Regions from separate parts of the Rattus norvegicus genome. Here all the other regions are linked to region 1. Evidence: chromatin contacts called from public Hi-C data. All regions are on one chromosome and are shown on one strand. Each heading gives the region's core, a stretch centred on a gene start, on an enhancer-like site or on the middle of the called end of the contact. The rest is flanking DNA. Distances are from core to core; before and after follow the strand shown. Region 1 holds the start of Ebf1 (EBF transcription factor 1). Region 2 overlaps Ebf1 (EBF transcription factor 1). Region 3 overlaps Ebf1 (EBF transcription factor 1).

Region 1 (4,239 bases), core at 1,409-3,908:
CCAGGACCTCTACCCTACTACATACAACGTTAATGCTTTGGTCTGATTACTAAAAAGTCTTGAGACTCAAGTACTTAAGGAGGGAGGCCTGAGTCTTAAGCTAGGACTTCCCGGGACCCATTGCAGGAGGGTGGCCCCTGCTTCCTGATGCCCCTACCTTAAAGGATCACCTCTGAACCTAAGGAATGAACTCATTTTGTGAAGCCCTGAAGTTAAGAAGATCCTGGGTCTGGGACATCAGCAAAAGCTTGGAGCTTTGGAAAAAGTTTAATAGGCCCAGCTACAATTGTACATTTAAATTCTAAAGAGATGAGGAAGGTTTTACACACACACACACACACACACACACACACACACACTCTACCTACTGTTTGCCAGAAACTCTGGCATATGCTATGGGATCAGATGATCTCTGCTGAGATGGCTTGGAGGAGATGGCATTAATTATGGTACCAGAAAAAAAATGTCCCAGCACATGTGTAGTCCAGATAAATAGTCTGGGAGCTAGATAATAGATAAAGTTGTGTCTGAAGATAGTGGCCATGCATTCAACCTGTAGTCTTGGAATACACCCAATCTTTCATCACAAAAGGGCTCCACTTTCCTCCTTGGACAGACACACCAAGCATTACATTTGCTGGCCTTAATTGTTCCATTCAACAGGGATGTGTGTTCCTTTCCATCGCTGACAGTGATACATTTTATAAATCAGAGGGCCAAGGAAGACCAGAAGAAAAGGGAATCTAGATTTGGGGCAAAGAATTTTCCCCCAAGGAGTCCTTAGCAGCCTTGACTGCATCCAGGATGTCCTCTGAGGGTAATGATACAGTTTACCATGAGCTTATTAAACGTTGCATCTTTTTAAAAAAAATAATGATGGGGCAGGCATATTACCCATAAACTTCCACCCATTTCCTCTTCAGCCACAACACCAAGGCCAATAGGCCTGAGGTGGGAGTGGGAGACAAGTTACCCTCTTCCTCCTCCTTTTCCTTCCTCCCTTCCTTCCTTCCGTCCTTTCTTCCTTCCTTCTTTTTCTCCCCTTACATTCTTCCACCTTATCCACTTCCTCCTCTTTCCTTCCTTTCCCTCCCTCGCTCTCATCTCTCTTCCCTACTTCCCAGTCTCCCTGCGGTTGTGATGGAAGTTGGCTTAAGCCCCCTTCGCGTTTAACAGAAAGAACTCTGTGTGCCAAATAACCAGCTAATCAGAGAAGGCAACATCCTTGCTGTGTTGGTAAGGAAAAATAAAGCTACTTTGCGGAGCAGGAGAGGGGTTTGGGGATCTGAAGATATTTAGAGTCTCACCCTGGCACAGTCCCAGAGACCTATTCATTCTTAAGAGACTGCTGAAGTGACCGAGTAAGAACCGCGCCCAACAGCGTTTGTGTCTGGGCTAACCCCAGAATCAGAGGCATTTCAGAGGCCTGCTAAGGACCGAGTCTGGATCACACAATCCCTTGTGCGATCTACTAAAGTATTCGTTGGGGCAATAGGCTTCTCTACCTCTCCTGACACGGAGACAGTGTGTCTTCCGAGGGCCCACAAGTCTCGATCTTGCTCGCACACAAAGTTCAACCCGCTACCCTTGCTTCAGAGAGAAGAGCTGGGCACCTGGGATGGGCATCCTGGCTTTTCTGCCTGGTCAGTCCTTTTTCCTCCAAGTTTGCCCCCGAAGTCCTAGGACAGCCGAGCAAGGGACTAGGCGTCTGCCCAGGGAGAACGCAGTCAGTACGCCTCCGTCGCGCTCTGGGCGCTGAGGGGATGCTCAGGAACTGCCATGGCGCATACCCCTTCGGCTCAGGATACCTCCATCTCCTTCCCTCTGCCCCCTTTCTTGCTCTTTACGGCCGAGCTCCCTCCAGCCTAGATGCTGGTGCTCAGAGCTCCCTCGTTCGCCACTTTGCCGGGAACTTTGGCGGCTCCCCTGCGCCACCCAGAGAAGGATGTTAATGAGGGAGTGTGGCCAGGCTCTGTGAACAAGCCAGCTCGGGAGCTGCGATTGGCTGCGATAAGGCGGAAGGATGACGTTATGCAAAGAAGGGGCGTGTCCAGGCTGCGAGGGCCCCGCCTCCTTCCCTTTGGGGTTAGTGTGCCTGTGTTTAGCTCTAGGGAGAGTCAAACTGGATTCCACAGGGAGAGCCTGCAAATCACTTCTATTTTAGCAAGGAGAAAACAGAATCTCCATCCAGCAGGGTCCACCCCTCTCTTTCTCCCTCTCCTCTCTTTTTCTATCTCTTTCCCTCCCCCCCTTCCTCTTTCCCTCTCTCTCCCCTTCCCCCCACCCTCTCCGGTGTATCTGTCTACAGCAACCAGCGTCCTCATCTACACGCACGGAAAGGAAAGAAACATCTTTGGTTGAGAGAGGAGGAGGAAAAAAAGAGAGAGAGAAAAAAACTTGCCTGGTTGTGGAAAATGACACTTCAAGTAGCCAAGCCGGCTTCGAGAGTCGTATCTATTGTTTCTTAAATTGTCATCAGGGTGGTTTTTTTCTTCCTGCTTCTTCAAGTGAAGGTACCGCTACAAAAGGAAACTCCAGCCCCTCCTGTTCTCCAACGGCCTGTGATTACTACAAAAAGAAAAAAAAAGCAAAAAAAAAAAAAAAAAAGCAAAAAAAAAAAAAAAAGGAAAAAAAAAGCACCCAAACTCAAAACCAACCAACCAAACAACCCCCAACAGCCAAGCATACATCTCTGTTTTTTCTTAATTTTGGTCTTTTCGTTGGATTTTCCCTTTCTTTTTTTTCCCTCGCCCCCCCCTCCTTGTTATCGCTCAGTTTTGAGCGAAGGTTTACATTTTTAAAAATTTTGCTTTTCAGCCCGCCTTGATGTAGCGCGAGTTTCATCGACTCAAAAAAAAAAAATCTGTGGTTGGAGTTTTTTTTTTCCTTTTTTTTTTTTAATATTTTCAAAGGGGAGGAGATTTTCCACAAGAAAAGGTTGTTTTCATGTTTGGGATCCAGGAAAGCATCCAACGGAGTGGAAGCAGTATGAAGGAAGAGCCGCTGGGCAGCGGCATGAACGCGGTGCGGACGTGGATGCAGGGCGCCGGGGTGCTGGACGCCAACACAGCGGCGCAGAGGTGGGTACCGCTGGGGGACCGTGGAGGAGAGGCCGCCGGCTAGCGGGAGAGCCCGGAGACCGCGGCGCCGCTACCCGGGGCCCGGCCACGCGAGTGCGTCTGCCGCTGCGCTGCGCTCGCCGCCTGGGCTCCGCGCTCCCCGGCTGCGCAGCACTCGTCGCCGCCGGCCAGAGAACAGCGAGCTGCCGGAGGGAGCCGAGCCCAAGCTTTGTCGGCACTTTCCGCAGCCCCATCTGCGAGTGTTTTCGTTTTGTTTTAACCCAGAAGAGGAGTCTCTGCAGCACGGTGTTGGATAGCTGCGCTTTTCTGACCGCTTGTTTTCTTTTCTGGGTGGCTATATATTTTTCCCCTTCTCCTTCCCTTCCCTTCGCTTCCTTAATTTCTCTTCAGTTCTTTCCCTTTCCCCCGTTCCTTCTCTCTTCTCTTTTTTCTTAATTTTCTTCTCTCCCCTTTCTTTCTTCCTTTCCATTTCATTTCACATTTCTTTCCTTTCTCCCTATCTTTCCTTTCTTTTTTCTACCTTCTTTAATTTTTCCTTGTCCTTCCCCACTCTTTTTCTCTTTCTTTCCTTCTCAGTTTCACCCTTCTTTTTTCTTTACTCTTTCCTCACCCGGCTGTCTCCTCCCTATATTCTCTCCCCATTTCTCTCCTATCTGGTTCTTTACTCTCCCCTCTCTCCACCCCTTAGCCTTCAGTTTTTCTCAGTCTGCCTGTAGAGGAGTGATTTCCAACTTTAATTCTCACATCTCCTAAAAGCCTTTCTCATCCCCTGTCACCTTGGACTCCTCCAGTCCCTCTCCAGCTCTCCAGACCCTACACTGAGTGGCTTGGAAGCCATGCTCTTGGAGGCCAACTTGAGGAACTTCCCTGGACACACCCAGTGCCCTGTCCAGGGGCTCCTGGTCCCAAGTGAGAAATGGTACCTTGCTCTTTTCATTCTTGGCCACCAGCTGGGCTTAGGGAAAAGTTTGTGGGCCCAGGCCCCATTAGACATATAAGGTGCAGAGGGAGAAGGGAGAGTAATTCCATCTTTCCAGTTTTTTTGGGGGGGGGGCAAGGACTAGGGACAACTGTCCTGTACCGTTTCCATCCCGCTGAGCACAGGGTTGGGAGTGGTTGGTAGTGAGAGTGAATTGGGTAACTAGGCTGGAAGCGAAAG
Region 2 (4,049 bases), core at 131-2,630, 68 kb after region 1:
TATTCATTGAGATGTGGGCTGATTATTACACAATAGGCCTGTATCTTTGTTTCTTGATTTCACAATCAAGATGAATTCTTTTTGCATTTGGTGGTGGGGGGAGGGGCGAGTTTTTTGGGTTTTTTTTTTTTGTTTTTTTTGTTTTTTTGTTTTTTTTTTTTAAGAAAGAGAAAAATGTATACTTTCAGTTCTCTCCAAAGAAGCTTGGTAACAAATCACCATCAAATCACATTTTGAGACGAATTTTTTTTTTGCAGTGATGAATTTTAGTCATCTGGGTCAAATTTCAAAACTGTTCTCCTAAGCTTTATAGATACTGGTGAAATAAAGACGAGCTCAGTTTTCATTCCAAACACTCCCCATTTTATAATACAGAACCCCACGGTGATGACACTGAGCCCGCATTTATCACACCATGTTTGGGGGAAAGGGTTATCTTTTCCATAAGAAACACTCATAAATTAACTGCCCCAAGAAACAAGCGGACATCAGGTAGAAAGTGACTTCTGCTCTCAATGATAAATTCACCATGAACACTGCACAAAACAGAACAATAATTTCAAGTAACTTGGAAGTCCAATGGGATTGAATCTGTAGGGCACTTGAAGCATTTGTAAACTTTGGGGGCGATCATTAATTATTTACCGGCCACTGGCATTTGCACGTTTCTGCCGCTCCGACTGGATGCTAAATCTGTTTTGATGTGCGATACACCCAGTCACAAGTACATGACATTCAAATCTAATTATGTTCTCAGTTGCCATGAGCTCTCACTGTCAAGATACAACCATCCCTCTGGAAGGAAAAAGGAAAAAAAAAAAAAAAAACCAAAAACCAAAAAACAACAACACGTTTTAAACTTTTCTGTAAAGCTTTCTTCTCGTTTCCTGTCTGCATCCTCCAGAATCCCAGACCATTGTTTTTGAAGTTTAATGGAATTTGTTGTAGGGTCAAGAAAGGAAGCCTTTTCTCCCTTCCCCTCTCCAATAAGGGAAATGTTAAAAAAAAAAAAAAACCACAAAAAACCCACAAGCCTTTGAGTACAGTGCTAACTTTATGTCTGTTGATCCGTTAGCATTTCTGTATCCAGGATCTAGCCTTCTTAGGGAGGGTAGGAAAAGCTGGGGTTCTGGCCTTTGAGCTCACAGTAGCTTTTCCTGTGGTGTGCACTGGTGGGGGTGGCTGTACAGCAGGGTAATGCCTGCAGAGCTTCCTAAGGCCCGCTCAGGTACACACCCCACTTCCCGTTTTCCATGTGGCTGCTCGTGCGAACTTGGGCAATGCCTTTGAGTGTCACATGGGTCAGCTGACGCTGGTTTGTTGATCGCCACTTTGGAAAATTTCAGGCCTGGGTTTTGATGCTTGGCCTCTCTATATTTAGTTTGGGAGTAGGGGCAGATATGGGAGAGCGGAGGGGTAGAAGAAGGAGAGACTGAGTTCTTTCTCTTTTTCTTTGTGTGTCATGTTTAGATCTTGCCTTCTTCTCTGCCTGTGTGGGGGCTGGATTAAATGGAGGACATAGTTAACACGAGGACTTTGAGAGCTCTTGATAGCCTCTTGAGATAATTCGGTCGTAAGCATCGAGCAGAGTGCATTGTCTGGATATGCTCATTTCAAGTGCTAGTCGAGAACGTTCCATTTTTACAGAAGCCTGGGTCATAATACTGTGCATGGCAGTTCCAAAATAAATATTAGTGAGATGCCTGACAGGGAAGGGGTAGCCGGGGAGGGAAGGAGAGAGGGAGGGGACTAGACAGACTCTGGATCAGGCTACCAGGAATTCATCTATAATTTAACCTGGGCTCTGACATAAAACATGGGAGTTGCTTCTACTTAATGAGTACAATACTACATAGATAAGAGACTAGAAACACAGCCCTGGTTTGAGCCAACATTGGGCTAACAGTCCAGAAAAGCCAGTTAAGTGCTTACCAAGACATCAGTGGTATGTCTTGATTTCTAAATATAATTGTTGAGTGGATGTGGGAAATTCCTTCTTGTGAAGTGGATGTAAGAGAAGGAAGCTGGATTTAGAGACTGGAAGGGTTTGGATTTGAGTCCTGGCTATGATGTAGACCTGGCAAGACCGATAAACTTAACCTGCTCCTTAAATTTGTTCATTGTGGAGAATAGCACCCACCGTCGCAGGGCTTCCGTAGTCGGAAGGTTAGGGAAGATAATTCTGACTCATGATAGCTATGTAAGTAAGCGTTTTGTAGTCAGTTTTTGCCACACACGTTGCTTTTTGACCGGACACTTTCGCAGGACTCTTGATGGATCATAAAACAATCAACAAATACCAGAGCATCTTAGAATGGGTTTGCCAGGTAACTTAAGGGGAAAACGTGCTTTGATGTTTGACAATACCCCTCCCCCAATTCATCATTAGCATATCTTGCGGGGGCGGGGGCGGGGGGGGGGCAGTGGCAGATTTTTAAATTTCACCCAGAAAAGATGGCCCTTTTGTTTTTTCTTTCAACTAAAAGTGGCCAAGATTTCCCAACTATTCTATTTTTACAAAATCTTAAAAGTTTCATTGCTGGGTCAGATTTAGGGCCTGTGTGGGAAACGGCGATTCCTGCCAGAGGCGCAGCGCCATCCCTGCTGTGTTGCGGTTTGCGTGTAGTTTTACATTCCACGCATTGCTGAACTGAGCCCTAAATCACTGGTGCTTCGTGCGAGTTTGCGACCTTTTAGTCCTGGGCTTCGGAGTGAATGCATTATTTTAAAAAACGAGATGTTTTTCTTGCCACGGAGCTGCAACTACTGTGTCTCCCTCCTCCCATTCTCAGGGCTCCACCCTTCACTTCCCCCGGGTTGAAGTCAAAGGTAAACTTTATATAGCACAGGAAACATTTGGGACTGCTAATAAACAAATGTTAGAAACCACGGGGCTTTAATTGTTGGGTGCACATGCGTGTTGGGCATATTACAGCCAGTTAAGTTTGGGTGCAAGGACGGAGTTTCTTATCCCTCCTCTCAAATGTCCAGATTATTTAAGGGCAGATGTATGGCCCAGTGGATTCTGGGCTCGGTCCTAGAGAAGACTGTGTAGTTCATTTATAACGGTGGCACCCTGCTATCCATTCTTACAGCTCCAGCCTCTTTCCATCCCCATCTTTTTTATTTCCCCTATGTCCTGGGCTCCGCTCATCACAGTTAACAGCTCTACGCACATGGTGTACACTGTAGACACGCGCGTCTCCAGAAAGTTCAGTTCTGACCATGTAGCCTTCCACAAGCTTCTCTAGACAATCTTTATTCTCAAGTGAGCTGTTCTGTGGGCTCAGAGCATCTTTCTAGCTACCCCTCCTGCCCTCCATGCGCCTTGTATGAGAGTCACACAGACTCTCTCTTCCCAAGTACACTCAGTACCTACCTTCCATTCTGTCTCCCTGCCCTTCCAGAGTGTTCTTCCTTACTCTTTACACGTGTGTGGGACCCTCTGAGGGTCCCAGACAAATGCATGCTTCTGCCCGAGACTTCCCTGAGCCCATCTGCCAAGCGGCTTTCCAACTCCTCTCTCTCGAACTTAATTTATGACCAGATCTTAATTAAAAATATCTACGTGTTTAAAAAAAAGTTAGTGTTTCTTCTAGGCTAGCTTATTGGCTAGATGTTGAGAGACAGAGATAAGTGAAAACGCATGGGTCTATGGCCATCATGAATTATTTTTAAATCTCAAGGAAAAGAAATTTTTAAAGCATGTTACAGGAAAAAAAAAAAGGAAATATAAAAACAACCCAACCATGTCTAGCATGTTGCACTTGTAATTTATGTTCATTTTTTAACATTTCAATAAGGTTCTGAGGGGCTGGAAGGATGGCTCAGTGGTCAAGAGTGCCTATTGCTTATACACACACATAGGCAATTAAAACTAAAATAAAATGTTTAAAATAGTTATGATAACATAATAATAATCTTTGTTTTATATTTGTATCTATACATGTATGTATGTTACTATATATATATTTTTCCATGTCTCTATGTAGTTCATATTATTTTGGATAGTACATTATTTTGCTATAGCTTAATTTTTTTTCATTTTT
Region 3 (3,668 bases), core at 619-3,118, 110 kb after region 1:
CTCCAGTTTTACAACGCTTGTGTGTCAGTTTGGGGGACATACTTGAGTGGGATAAAGAGTAGCATCAGGGAAGCCTAGAAAGGAGAGTTAGGGGGAAAAAATCAAGAAATACCCAGAGAGGAGTGATTGGCTGTGAAGAGCTAACTCGATTGTGAAGGTTTTCTGGGTGGATTTAAGCAGCAGCTTAGCCCATGTAGGGCAGGAGCTGTACCTGAAGGCACTGAGGAGTAAGTGGGGGCCAGCCGATCCGAGGGTGGAGATGGGAAATTGTTTACAGAGTCAGAGACACCGAAGCATCTCCCGCTAAATTTGCTATGTGGAGTGTTGGTGTGTTTTCAGACCAGGTCTGATTGTGTAGTTCTGTCCATGGATCCAGCTGAGCAGTTCATCTGCCCAGACTGGGCTCCTGAGCAGGCCCTCAGATGTGTCTCTCCCTTCGGTTTGGACAAGAGGTCCATGGAACCACTTAAGGTCTGATCATTCTGAGAGATTACACTCAGACATCTATCGGGACCAGAAATTCACTTTCCTAAGGGCTTTGAGCCCACTTTTAATTCCCCGTTCTTCTTTCTATAGGGGAATGTTTTAATGTTCACAGCTCAGGTTGTGAGAGAGTCCTTGTGTTCTTTGTGGAGGATGGATGAGGAGGGACATTGGGATGTGAGCAGAGAGGTGTTTGCATGGATTACTGACGCCCCTTTGAATTTGAATAGGAAGCATTGGAAATACAGCTCAGTAACAGATGGCTTGAGTATGCTTGAGTCTTTAGAGATGTGATCTTCAGTGCCATTTAAAAATACATAGATTTCATCTAGAAATGGAAAAAATGAGAGCTAACCTTCCTATGCCATCAAGTTCTTGAGTGAACTTGATGCAAGAGCCTAAGAGTTAAAAATCTCAAACTTGGCCTTTCAGTTGTAGGGAGGGGAAGGAAGAAGAGATATTTGTCAGTGTAGAGAAACAAAATGAAAACAAACAAACAAACAACAATAAAATCAACTTTATTTAAACTGTGTTGCTTTGCTTTACAGCTCCCAAATATTTAGATATATGATATACCAGTCTCTTTTTATCAGTTCCAGACCTAAAATGCTTCAGTTCTTTGAATTTCTTGACTACAGACTAGAAACACAGCTACATATACAGTACGTAGAAGTGCGGTTCCCACAAGGCTGTGCAAGGGGGTTATTACTAAGCACAATGTTTTCTCAAGGCATCATTAAGATTTGCCTCACATTCCAGCAACATCCCATGTGTTTAGCATCCTTGGAGCCCCATAAAGAAACACACAGAGCAAACTTTCATAATCCATGGTGAGCCTGTACTTAGGCACTTTAAGAAGGAAGATTTGGAGACAGTGAGTACGTTCTCTCCCCATTTGGGGGGGGGTGCTTAAAGGGAGACATCACAACTTTCCAATCACATAGCAGTCTGTGTGACTAGCCTATAGAGTGTGATTAATTGAAATATTTCATAAAAATGAGGAAAAATTGGAGCAGGACCATCACCAATTTATCTAGGAAATGTATTAAGAAATTATATGCTTACAAGTTATTTATAAAGTCTTTGGACATAGTTCTTGATCTGATTAAAACAAATACTAAGTACTTCCAGAAAAATTCCTTTCTAGATAAAAGATCCAAGAAATCAGCGTGATCATCACATTTATCCAATAAAAGAAAGGGCGTAGGAAAAAGTGAATTCCAGATAAGTCCTCTGTAATACTCCTGAAAGCCATGAGGTCACCAGTAAATTAAAGTTTGAATCGGGACCCAGAATCTGTTATGAGGCTGGAGGCCAGACTGCCAGGAACGGGGCAGATCCTTAGAGAGGCCGACTTGAAATGTCTTTGGTGCTGTTGTAGTACTTGACCCCATCACCCCACAACTGGAATCCAGGAGGTTTGACTAACACATTTAGGGGGTGCTCTTGCATGCATCATGCTACAAAATTGCATTGATGTTTCAGACTGAAGAATGAGATCATATCCTTAGCTCATAGTTTCGGATCGGGGCTGCCCTAACCTCTAGGTGGGGTGGTACAGAACATTGCGATAGGAAACAGACAGGGACTAAGGTTTTACTGTGCAGCTCGCTGGTGCCAAGAAGGGTGCTGGGTTCTTTCTTTAACTGTCCAGTGAGTCGTCTTAAGTCCCCAGTGAGAAAGTCAGCAAAGTTAAGGAGTATAGTGGAGCTCATGGAGAACAAACATGTTAGATTCTAGCCCTGAAATGTCCTGCTCTGGGCTTTTTCTTCAGCAATACCCAGTGGGATGTCAAAAGGCTCTGTGCATGGGAGATGGCTTAATTTCCTAGTCTTGGGGTTACAGACAGGACTCGGGAGTTGGATGGTCACAGGATCCTGTGGTATGTGTGTCTCTGTGTAACTTGGAAGCAGATGCCTCAGGGGACCCTCCAGGTGTGGGGCTGCTGCTACTTTGTCCAAAAGTTTTCCCTTCAATGTGATTATTATTAAATAAAATACCATGCCAGGAAAATGATGCCATTCAAACTTAGGTTCTAGTCCTTTTGTGGCACCATAAGACTTCACGAGCAAGGGGATATTGAGAAGTGGGAGACAGGAAGATCTGGGGAAGTCACTGTTCTACACTGCTGTGGCCGGAACCCCACCATTTATGAGGCTGATACTCTGACAGAGAAGGTGAGGTGTTCTTAGAAGTTGGCCGAGATTTGAATGGATGCTGTAATGGACAAAGCAGAATGTTCCTAAGGAGAGGGTCCTGGTCTCTCTCAGAGGAGAGGTTAGCCCACTGGATGTGTGTTGTTATGGGCCAGATGTGTGCCTTTCAAACTACCTATCTGCTCTCAGATTGTTCATCTGGAACAAAAGCCATGGAACATGCTTTCTAGTTGTGACATTTTCCACGATGGGAAAAAGCAGCCTTGAGTTTTCTGCATTATTAGTTTGCATTTTCAGAATGATCTGAGGGAGATTTTATTACTCAGTACCGACAAGAGGGAAGAGTTCTCACTTAAGGAAACAAGCCACTCATGAATCTTTCACCTGGGTGACTTGAGCAACCCCTCACTGGCTCTCTTAACGTAATGGTGTATTTGAGACTTTTAAGGTAGAAAGTTCTGTCTACAGAAGGTAACTTCAAATGGTAAGATGTGAAACAGTGATGCAGATCAGTCTTCCTTGTTATGAGGCATCAAACTCCCGTGATCACTGATGCTAAAGTCAGAGGAAACGGTAGGCACAGAGTTCCAGGAACTTGACTCAAAAAGAGAGCATAGGAATAGAGTAGCAGAGAAGACACAGACGTCAAGAGATTTCTCCCAGGTTGAGTCACTCCTTTGTGGCTGTGTTCATACAGTCAATCACAAGGCATGTTCAGTGTGTGTGTGTGTGTGTGTGTGTGTGTGTGTGTGTGTGTGTGTGTACACTGAACTTTGTGCATTAAAACTTTCAAGATGGCTTACTTGATGAAGTCGGGCAAAGCCACTCAATATACTACCCAACGCTTTGAGCAAGCATTCCTATTGAGCTTGTAGGAAAATCAGCTCATACAATCTGTTCATATTGTTCAAGTTTTTCACTTGTCTTTCCTCAGTGGAAAACTGTCAGGAGCTCGTCAATTTGGTCTAGAGTATAAAGATAGGTCAGTGTTCTCTTTGGTCTGAGGCTTCCTGATGTCAGTTCTCCCTG

The links. Hi-C and Micro-C count contacts between places; a contact is called where the count stands out from the background.
Region 2: a Hi-C map of the A7r5 cell line shows a contact between it and region 1, with 2.2 times the contacts expected there. The contact joins the enhancer-like site here to the promoter of Ebf1 in region 1. A contact is called at or near these places in 4 of 12 Hi-C or Micro-C datasets (the A7r5 cell line, the Rat2 cell line, frontal cortex and 1 more).
Region 3: a Hi-C map of psoas muscle shows a contact between it and region 1, with 2.9 times the contacts expected there. The contact joins the enhancer-like site here to the promoter of Ebf1 in region 1. A contact is called at or near these places in 2 of 12 Hi-C or Micro-C datasets (prefrontal cortex and psoas muscle).

What each region holds. Positions count from the first base shown.
Region 1 is chr10:29,599,263-29,603,501 of GRCr8, forward strand. It overlaps Ebf1 (EBF transcription factor 1), which reads left to right and starts at 2,659. Exons shown (of 16, transcript NM_053820.2): 1 at 2,659-3,080. The coding sequence starts at 2,947.
Region 2 is chr10:29,668,616-29,672,664 of GRCr8, forward strand. The region is part of intron 6 of Ebf1 (EBF transcription factor 1); the gene reads left to right. Among named protein-coding and RNA genes, the nearest start is that of Ebf1, 69 kb to the left of the region's middle. Within about 2 kb of position 1,381, at least 25 of the 93 cell types and tissues checked have an H3K27ac peak or open chromatin away from gene starts, as enhancers often do. A contact at or near this core is called in the A7r5 cell line, where this site is marked.
Region 3 is chr10:29,707,788-29,711,455 of GRCr8, forward strand. The region is part of intron 6 of Ebf1 (EBF transcription factor 1); the gene reads left to right. Among named protein-coding and RNA genes, the nearest start is that of Ebf1, 110 kb to the left of the region's middle. Within about 2 kb of position 1,869, at least 7 of the 93 cell types and tissues checked have an H3K27ac peak or open chromatin away from gene starts, as enhancers often do.